2 separate regions of the Mus musculus genome follow, and region 1 is linked to region 2. Evidence: chromatin contacts called from public HiChIP or PLAC-seq data. All regions are on one chromosome and are shown on one strand. Each heading gives the region's core, a stretch centred on a gene start, on an enhancer-like site or on the middle of the called end of the contact. The rest is flanking DNA. Distances are from core to core; before and after follow the strand shown. Region 1 has its middle 45 kb from the start of Gm33104. Region 2 overlaps Gm20139 (predicted gene, 20139).

Region 1 (4,784 bases), core at 390-2,889, 380 kb before region 2:
ATAGCTCATGCGATCATCCAGCACTGATTGTTTCTTTGTGTAAACCCGTAATTTAAAATGTGTGAACTGTGAGTAGAAACACTTTTATTCCTTTATTTTTCTTGTATTGAATATAGGTTCTTACCTCATGCAATAAATGCCGATGACAATTTCCACTCCTGCTGCTCCCAGTTCCTCCCCACTTCAGCTTCCCTCGGATACACTCCCCATTCTGTCTCTTATTACCTTGTTATCTAAAAGATAACAACCACACTTGACAAAATGAAATATAACAAGGTGAAACAAAAAACTATTATATTGAGGCTGGACAAAGCAGCCAGTACAAAAGGAGGGAAAGATTCCAAGAGCAAACACAAGAATCCGAGACCCATTTGTTCTCACACTCAGAAGTCCCATAAAAACCCTAAGCTAATAGCTGTAATATATCCACAGAGAGCCTGGTGTAGAACTATATAGGCTCTTTGTGTACTGCTTCAGTCTCTATGAGTCATATTACTCTTGCTCAGTTGATCCAGAGGGCCTTGTTCTCCTGGTGTCCTCCATCCCCTCATGCCCAGTCTGGCATGACTGTATAAGGGGAGGTGTGACACAGTTCCTCCACCTGGAGCATTGCCAGGCTGTTGATCCTATGACCCCCACATGTGTACATGGTTGCTGTTGCCCCAAACTTGATCTTCTGTCTTTACTACTCTACTTTCAATCTTTCTTTTTGGGGAGTATACTCCCCCCACCCCCATTACTCAGAGCTAATCATGACATAGTAATCAAAACTGATGTGATTTTCAGGAATGAGGAATGGAGGTGGTCATGATGGATGATGGACAGGCCTTCAGGACCATGGGAAATGATCTAGACAATATAATCACAAGTGTCATAAAAGCCTACATGGTCCTTTTAGGAAATGCTTCATTACCAGACTTGGCCTTGAATGATTTCGGAATCATTGGGAAGTACATGTACCCTCTGGTTCAATGACTGCTGCACTGATCAGCCAGAACGAATTCAGAGATATCGAGGACAGAGAGTTAGAGTGATCTCAGGAAGAAAGGGTATGGATAGAAAAAATAGAAATTTATATATATTTTAGGAATATATAGTATTAGAATGAGAGTACGTGAGGTTATAGCATTGCTGCGATAAGAAAATGAAGATTAGAGACTTAAAAGATGATGTAGACGCATATAAAAAGTTAGTGCTCTGTTATTCTAGCTGATTGATGAATTGAAGATATCAATGCCTGGAAAGGTATTAGAGAGAGCTAACTGTTTTAGTGTATTACTTACATAAATTCAAAACTTGGTAAGGTATCATTTTAACTTTAGTAGTCTGTCATTTTTCTATTCTTACATGGAAGAAGTTACTAAAGGCTGCTGTCTGCTGTACCAGAAAACTGGAAGAGCTGTGCCCAGATGTCCATAAAAACAGGCTGTGGAAGGCTAAATGTGCTTTTGTTTTGTGCTTGGTTCTGCTCTAAGGAAACAGGGGGCTGGGATTATTGATCCGGGACTCATAGAGCTTATGTAAATCTATGAGTTCTCGATAATTATTAACAGTGATCAAAGCCTTGATGATGTAGCTTTAGTAAACACAAGACTGGGTTCAGACTTTCTATGTTTATTTACCCTTAAGCTTAAACTGAAATTAAATAACGAATACTGAGAATCATCAGGGACAGGAGAGGACCTGAACTAGCAGTGTGTGTCTATTACTGACTCTGAGTCATTACTGCATCAGCTCTGTTCCCATTCTTTCCTTCCTCAGGACCCTCACACTCAGGCAGGACCTCGGTACCCTCAGTTTCTTACACTCTCCACCTCCCCTTCTGTGGGGTTCTCTGAGCTGTGAGGGAAGGGATTTGACTAAAACTTCCCATTGAGAGCTGGATGTTCAAGGTCTCTCTCTGCCCAATGTCTGGCTGTGGGTCTCTGCATCTGTTCCTATCTGCCCTCAGAGGAAGCCTCTCTGATGCTGACTGGATAAGACTCTGATTTATGAGTTTAGCACAATATCATAAGGAGTAATTTTAATGATAGTTTTTTCTTCTTTTTTTAAAGACCAGTAGTGTTTGGGTATGGGTTCTGTCTCAGGGATCAAGCCTTAAGTCAATCAGACATTGTTTGGCTACTTCCACACGTTCTATGTCACCATTGTCCCAGAATGTTTTTCAGATAGGATAGACTGGAGATCAAAAGTTTTATGGACAGGTTGGTATTTAAGTTTCTCTTTTGATGACCTGCAGAGTATCTTCCCACACCAAAGATTCTTCTCACCAAAGGGAGTAGATGTGAATCCATGTAGAGCCCAGCTCAACTTCTCCATGTTTAATGAGTTGTATGGGTGTGGTTCTCAGCAATGGGGCCTGGATGTTTGAGGAGAGTTTGTCTTAGCAACAGCCTGGGTTGTTTAGGGATCTCCATGGGACCTCTTGGCCAACAACTCAATTGAAAGCAACCCAGTCCTGGTATTAGAAGCTTCAGTTGGTGACAAGAGATGGCCAGTTTGGACTCTGTCTCTTCCATCACTAAGAGACTTAGTTAGTATTAGCTTCAAGTAGAAATGATTTAATTAAAAAAAAAATCCCACTTTAGACAGTTTTACTGCAGTGGCATGCGCCAACTAATAGTGATAATACTCTCGTAAAAGAGTGGGGAAGTAATGACCTTGGTGTTCTTCCTTGGAGGCCCACCAGCTGTAGGAAAGGAACCAGGCCTTCTCACTCCTGGCCTACCCTAAGAGTACTGCAGGTGTGGGACTGCCTACCAGGAATGAGTCTCTACCCTCCTTACTTATTTAACTGCCATTCTTTCTTCAGATCAAAGTCCAAAACATCACTTCCTCAAGCTTCCTGAGCCTCCAAGGCTGGGCAAATGCCTTATTAGGTAAATAGAACACAGCACCTGACCTTTGAACTGTGAATTGCAAGTACACGAATATTTGCTCTAACTGTGTTCTGATTGCAGCCCTTGCTAATAGCCTGGGAATTCCTTGAGGGTGGGGCTCATGCATATCTGTTCCTGTTGAATTTATCTTAGTGTGTCACATACTCTAGAGGTGTTTCATCATCTATCAGCTATTTATTGAGTGATGAGTTAACAAATTAGGCTGAAAAAAGTTAAGCACCCACTCATGCTTTGTAACAGGTACCATGACAAGCTTTGATAACCTAAGTGTGTGGTGGCGGGGCAATCATGCCTTATGTAGTTTACAACAACAACAACAACAACAACATCAACAACAACAACAACAACTGTAGCACAGAGCCGGGGTTTCCACACACAGAGCTGGGAGTCCTGCCATTCTTCAGAGAGAAGCAGCTTTTAATTGACCATATTACAGAATACTTTTAAGCTGGGTGTTGAAAGAGGTGTTCAAAGCTGCCTTTGCAAACTCTTGCAGATTTGTGAGTGTGCACTTGTAATAGGAAAGAGGTAGGTTTTGCTTTTCTGGGCCACTGTCCTTGGCTTGCAAATCCCTCTGTGGAGACTTGAATGCATAATGAGTGAGTTATTTCTGAAGATTAAATGTAAGTGGATTTTTACTTTTAGATAATCCAATATAATAACTTGGTTTTTAATTGAGTGACTTCAGGGGATTATGTAGGTTTAGAGAGTTCTCTCTGTTCCTCACGCATATCTCTGCCTAAATTTCAGAATCCTCTGTAAGCTCATCTTTTCTGGGGATTGAAACCCATGGTAGGCAAGTGCTCTACTACCAAGCTATACCCCAACCAGGCTCAAGCTCACGTTCTGTCTCTTTTTCTTCATGAGTTTAACACCCACTGCTACCATGGTCTATTACTGTTTTCTTTTCTCATGCTTTCTCTGAAGAACTCACTCACTAGCATTGTTCAATGTCTTATTTTGAAATGGATTAGCTTGGATAAATTTAATAGTAAAGAGCCTTTCAGGGTATCTACTACTCATGGTTTGACTGACACATCCAGGCTTCTATCTCAGTGGCCATGGGTAGATGGGGATCTGAGTCCCTAGGCAACAGGCAAAATGAATTTGCTGAAATATTTGGATTTGTGTGTGCTGCAATAAAGAACTGGACTAGAGACACATCATAGCCACATAGAGATGGTTTATTAAGAAAAGGACAAGCCTTCGGAGACAGAAGTAGGCTAGTGAGCCAACGGAAGAACACGTGCTCAGGAAGTGGGCCATACACTGTGTGAACTTCTTATAGGGTGTTTATAAGCACACCTGCTCTTGAGGTTGTGGTGTGTCGTGTTTGAATTGTGCATACTCTATTAGCTGCGTGAAGCCCCGGTGAGGAGGGGCTTGGGTCTTCCTGTCAGCTAGGTCCTTTTACATGTTAGTGTTCTGGTCTAGGCTCCAGCCCCACTTTCCTGTCATAACACTACTCCTTTCATAGAATTCAGACACAAAACCCCCTCCTTTGTTTTTCCTAAGCAATTGAGCACCAAGTTCTAGACTGTTGGACACCAGGCAGGAAGAGCTACAGTGGGCAAGAGCACCCTGGAGACAGCTCGGTGTCTTGCTCAGCTGCAGATTGACATGAAGATGAACTTTCATGAATTAATGCCTTTTAGATGAATTAATGACTTTATAGAATTCCTGATTTGAGTCAAATGATTTTAAGAAGTCTAAAGAGATGGTTTTCGCCATGTTCTGAACTCCTCACCTTTCACATTCTGAGCCTGAGTTTTCTGTGGCTGAGTCAGCCCTGCCCTGAGGTTATGACTCAGCTAACATCTGTTACCAGTGTCCCCTCCTTACCTTATGGCCTCTGTGTACTTCTTGTTCACCTCTTCTTTTTTA
Region 2 (4,442 bases), core at 860-3,359:
TGACCAAGGCAACTCTTATAAGGACAACATTTAATTGGGGCTGGCTAACAAGTTCAGAGGTTCAGTCCATTATCATTCAAGGTGGGAACATGGCAGCATCCAGGCAGGAATGGTACAAAAGAGCTGAGAGTACTACATCTTCATCTGAAGACTGCTAGCAGAATACTGGCATCTAGGCAGCTAGGATGAGGGTCTTAAAGCCCACAGTGATACACCTACTCCAACAGAACCATATCTTACAATAGTGCCACTCCCTGGGTTGAGCATATACAAACCATCACAAGTCACTTCCACATTACCAAACAAAACAGGAGAGTGGGTTCTGAGACCCCAAGATTAGTTACGACAGAACTTGAGAGAGTGGGCAAGAGTATACCTATTAGAAGGCCTGGCAGGGCATCTGCAAACCTCTAGAGAAAAGATCTTAAGAGACAACTCTAAGCCAGGCAATGGTGGCACTCACTTTAATGCCAGCTCTTGGGAGGCAGAGGCAGGCACATCTCTGAGTTCCAGGCCAGCCTAGTCTACAGAGTGAGTTCCAGGACAGCCAGGGTTACACAGAGAAACCTTAGGTACCTAGGATAAAAGTTTAAGAACCATCAAATCAATGGGCCATTCTCCACCATACCACTTTCAATGAGACTGAGTTCACTCATAGAGCTGCCTGTTTTCCCAGCATTTTAAGAAAACATTTTCTTAAGCTCCAGGGAGGCACCAACAATTCTGTGACAGATTGTACTTGCTAATGTATAGACAAGAAGCATGGGATTGTGAGACATGAACTCAATTTCCAGAGCTCCTGAAATGAAAATCTCTTCTTAGAATTTTACAACAAGAAGATGGTGGCCACAGGATACAAAATTTCAGTGAGATAGAATAAGCTCTCTAGATCTTTCGAATGGCATTATGGCCACAGCTAGTAACATCATTTCATATTCTGGAAAATCACCAATCACAGATTTGTTACTAATATGCACAAAATTAAAAGTGTATGAGGAGAACATATACCAACTGGATTTAAACAATGACACACAATGCTTACACATTTCTAAATATGTTGAACTCAATAGAACTCAATACAGGTATGCAAATTTGATCAATTATAGATAAATTAATAAGTATGGTAGTTGAGTCCCAAAGACAATTGTACTACAAGAACCCCTTCCCAATCTCAACTTATAAACAGGATTTTTCTTTTCCAGCTAATGCTTCTTTTCAAAAGGACCTTCCATACCCCCCTAGTTGAAAATGCAGTTCTTGGCACCTGACTTCTCTGTTCATTGAAAATAGATTAAGAATACAGGCTCATAGGAACAAGTGTCCTATGTGAGTATTTTCTAAAGTCTCCTGTGGCTTAAGGCTTACTTGTAATACTTGAGTCCTGCTAGCCCACATGTCTAACCCCTATTTTAAGATTAGTACATATCCATTACAATCAATGCCCCCTGGCTAGCTCTTCTGGGTGAGACTTTGAATTGGCAGTCATTTGTGTAAACAAAGCAATAACCACAAAATATTCAACAAATTAATCATAGGGTTCAACAACTACATAATCCAGAGAGAATGCAAAGACAATATTTTCATAATACATCTTTCTTCTTTTTGAGTGTCTAGTATGCTACAACACCGTTGGTTTCCTTTCTAAAAACAAGAATCAGAAATTTTGTGCCTGTTTTCCCTCTCATTAAATACTCTCTCCCTTGTCATAATTACTCCCATTTAAAAATGTTTTTGAGAAAGAGGCATAAAATTAGGGGACTCCTCTGGGTTTTAGCTCAGTGGTAGGTGCTTGGCCAGCATGTTTAAGACCCAGGTAGATAGATAGATAGATAGATAGATAGATAGATAGATAGATAGATAGATAGACAGACAGACAGATAGTTTAAAGGCAGGACAGGCATTTCCTTTACATGGTACCATTATTCCAAAAGTATTACAAAGCTACTTCTCAAAGGATAAGAAGAGGATCACACTGGTTCTAATTCTCAAAGCCATAGGCTCCTGAATGCTAGAGGTGGATTGCTTCCCAGGCAAAGCTCTACTAACCCTTGTATTAACACATCGTGAGTCAGGACATCTCAGAGTTTAACACAGCCGAGAACAGCCCTTTGAGAAGTCCCCTTGAGCCAGGCTTCAAAACAGGTCATCTGGCCAGTGAGATTGGATGCAGCTCACTGAATTCAGGAGTTCAATAAAAGCCTCCAAGGATCCAGAAACCTAGGCCTTTCCCCCAGTGATTCATCTCCATCAGCAGTCAGTGTTGTTTAAAGTCTGAGTGTCAATTGCTTCACTGGCAGCAATTTTGATTGAAAACCATTGAAGGGTGAAGCCAGCTGGAGAACACTTTAGACAGTTTGCTACTTGTTCATGTCTCGCTTGAGGATATTTGGTTAATAATGAAAAATTAGACAGATTATAAAATATATAATTTCCAGCTATAAGAAAAGCACTCTCATGTTTAAACAAATTTCTAATGACTAAAGGAATTTTTTAGACTACTGAGGCAGCTATAGACATGTCTCTTTTGTTTATTAATAATAGCTATTAGTATCTATAACTAAGTAAAAATGAGTAACTAACTCAAACAATAGTTGAAAACAGCTAACTTTTATAAATATATCTGGAAACTTGGCAAAATCTTTCTCCTGTAAGGTTGGCATTTTAATTACTTTTAGCAGATGAGAAGCTGGACATGAAGGAGTGAAGGATGGTGGCTCATGGGCATGTCATCTCTGTCCTTCCCACCTGCTCTGTGGCCAGATCTAATTACACCGGGTTAACCTTGCTCTCTGGAGTTTTGGCTGCATATCTCTGCTCCATATGTCTGCTGTCCTGAAGGTTGACAGTGACTTCCTCGGAAGAAGACAATAGCCTTCTCTTCTCTATTCTTTCTCTATACTCACCTATTCCTGTCCACTTCCACCTCTTCCTGTCTCCTCCTACTCCTCTCAGTTACCCACAGCCCTTGCACCAAAAGAAACTTCTGAACACACCAGGCTTATTTCTGAAATTATGTCATAGAACAGGAATGAGAGGCCAGAAGCATGAATGAGGTTTGAAGTGAAACAAGGATGAGTTATTTAGCTGGCCACTGCTTTTGCCAACTGGTACTAACTCCTCAGAATCTTCTGGGGAATCTTATGAAACCCATGGGAGACGAGTCTTTGGGCTGGAAATATGGTGCGTGCATCAACTGGCAACCATTCCTTATTCTTCAGTGGTGGTGTACCCCCTCTAACTCCAGGTTGTACAGACCTGAATGCTAAGCAGCACTGAAAAGGTGGGCAACATCTCGGTAGCAGGGGATGCTGGGCCAGGTCTGGAGAAGCTGCAAGGGGCAGGCCAGTTGTGGAGGCTGATAGGTTTGTTTCAGAGAAAATGGAACAGAGTTTTAAAGATGGGGTCCTTGCATTGTTAGTCTGGGGTGCTTATCCACCCACTTGTTTCTCCCTTTATTCTTATTAAAACAGTTCCCTCTTTAAACTTTCCTCAGTTTCCTCATTGGATTGGATATTTGTTCCCTGTTACAGTTATGTCTCCGTATCCTTTTAGCTGTTCTCTCCAGATGCTGTCTCTCGGCTCTCTAAACAATGACACGCAAAGGATTCATGCTTCTCTCATGTACTGTGTGGATAGTATCTTTCTAAAGATTTATAATTTCTGGAATCTTGAGATTTTACAATATTTCAGGAATAAGTCTATTATAGATACAAGTAGCTAAAATGAAGCCATGTTGGAATACAGTTGGCCTTTAATGGGATAAAACTGGTGTCCTTATAAGGAGAGGGAGAGAGAGAGAGAGAGAGAGAGAGAGAGAGAGAGTAAACCATTCTATAAAGACAGGAGCCAAGAAAAACCAGACATTGGCTGAAGCCATCAAAAGCTAGCAGAAGTATGGAAAGGAGTCTCCCTCTTAAAACTTAGAAACAACTAACCCTGCCAACACCCACATCTCAGACTTTAGTCTCTACAACTCTGAGAGAATAAACTGTAGTTGTTTTAAAGTACCTAGTTAGAGTGCCTTAGCTAAGACAGCACTAGAAAGCTAATAGCCTTCCCATTTGGGCTTTCTTTCAAAGACCCACTAAGGTTTTATGGAGACCTATGTTTTCTCATGTTTCAACCAATTAAAGCAAATTTTCCCTGAGCTTCTACCTCAGTGCAATAGCTGTCCTTTACTAGTTAACAGTATGTAAAAAGAATGAGTCTCTTTGCTAATGTGTTTATTAGCTAATGTGATACCTAGCGACACAGTAAATCTCCTCCAGATAGACTCCATGAGGACAGTGGTTTGGTCCATCCTGCATGCTACTCCTGCCCAGCAGCAACTGCCCTTCTCACAAACACCATTGCTTTTTAGGAGATACTATTTAGTAGTTCCCTGCCTTGGCTTCCTCCTTAGCTCCCCTTGAACCCCTTTCCACACATACCTAACCCTGAAG

Evidence for each region. HiChIP or PLAC-seq counts read pairs in DNA pulled down with a chosen protein or histone mark.
Region 1: an HNF4G HiChIP or PLAC-seq map of pancreatic cancer cells shows a contact between it and region 2. The contact joins two enhancer-like sites.

Annotation. Positions count from the first base shown.
Region 1 is chr10:19,529,751-19,534,534 of GRCm38.p6, reverse strand. No RefSeq gene overlaps it. Among named protein-coding and RNA genes, the nearest start is that of Gm33104, 45 kb to the right of the region's middle. Within about 2 kb of position 1,639, at least 28 of the 459 cell types and tissues checked have an H3K27ac peak or open chromatin away from gene starts, as enhancers often do. A contact at or near this core is called in pancreatic cancer cells, where this site is marked.
Region 2 is chr10:19,147,983-19,152,424 of GRCm38.p6, reverse strand. All of the region lies in intron 1 of Gm20139 (predicted gene, 20139), which reads right to left. Among named protein-coding and RNA genes, the nearest start is that of Gm20139, 8.5 kb to the right of the region's middle. Within about 2 kb of position 2,109, at least 25 of the 459 cell types and tissues checked have an H3K27ac peak or open chromatin away from gene starts, as enhancers often do. A contact at or near this core is called in pancreatic cancer cells, where this site is marked.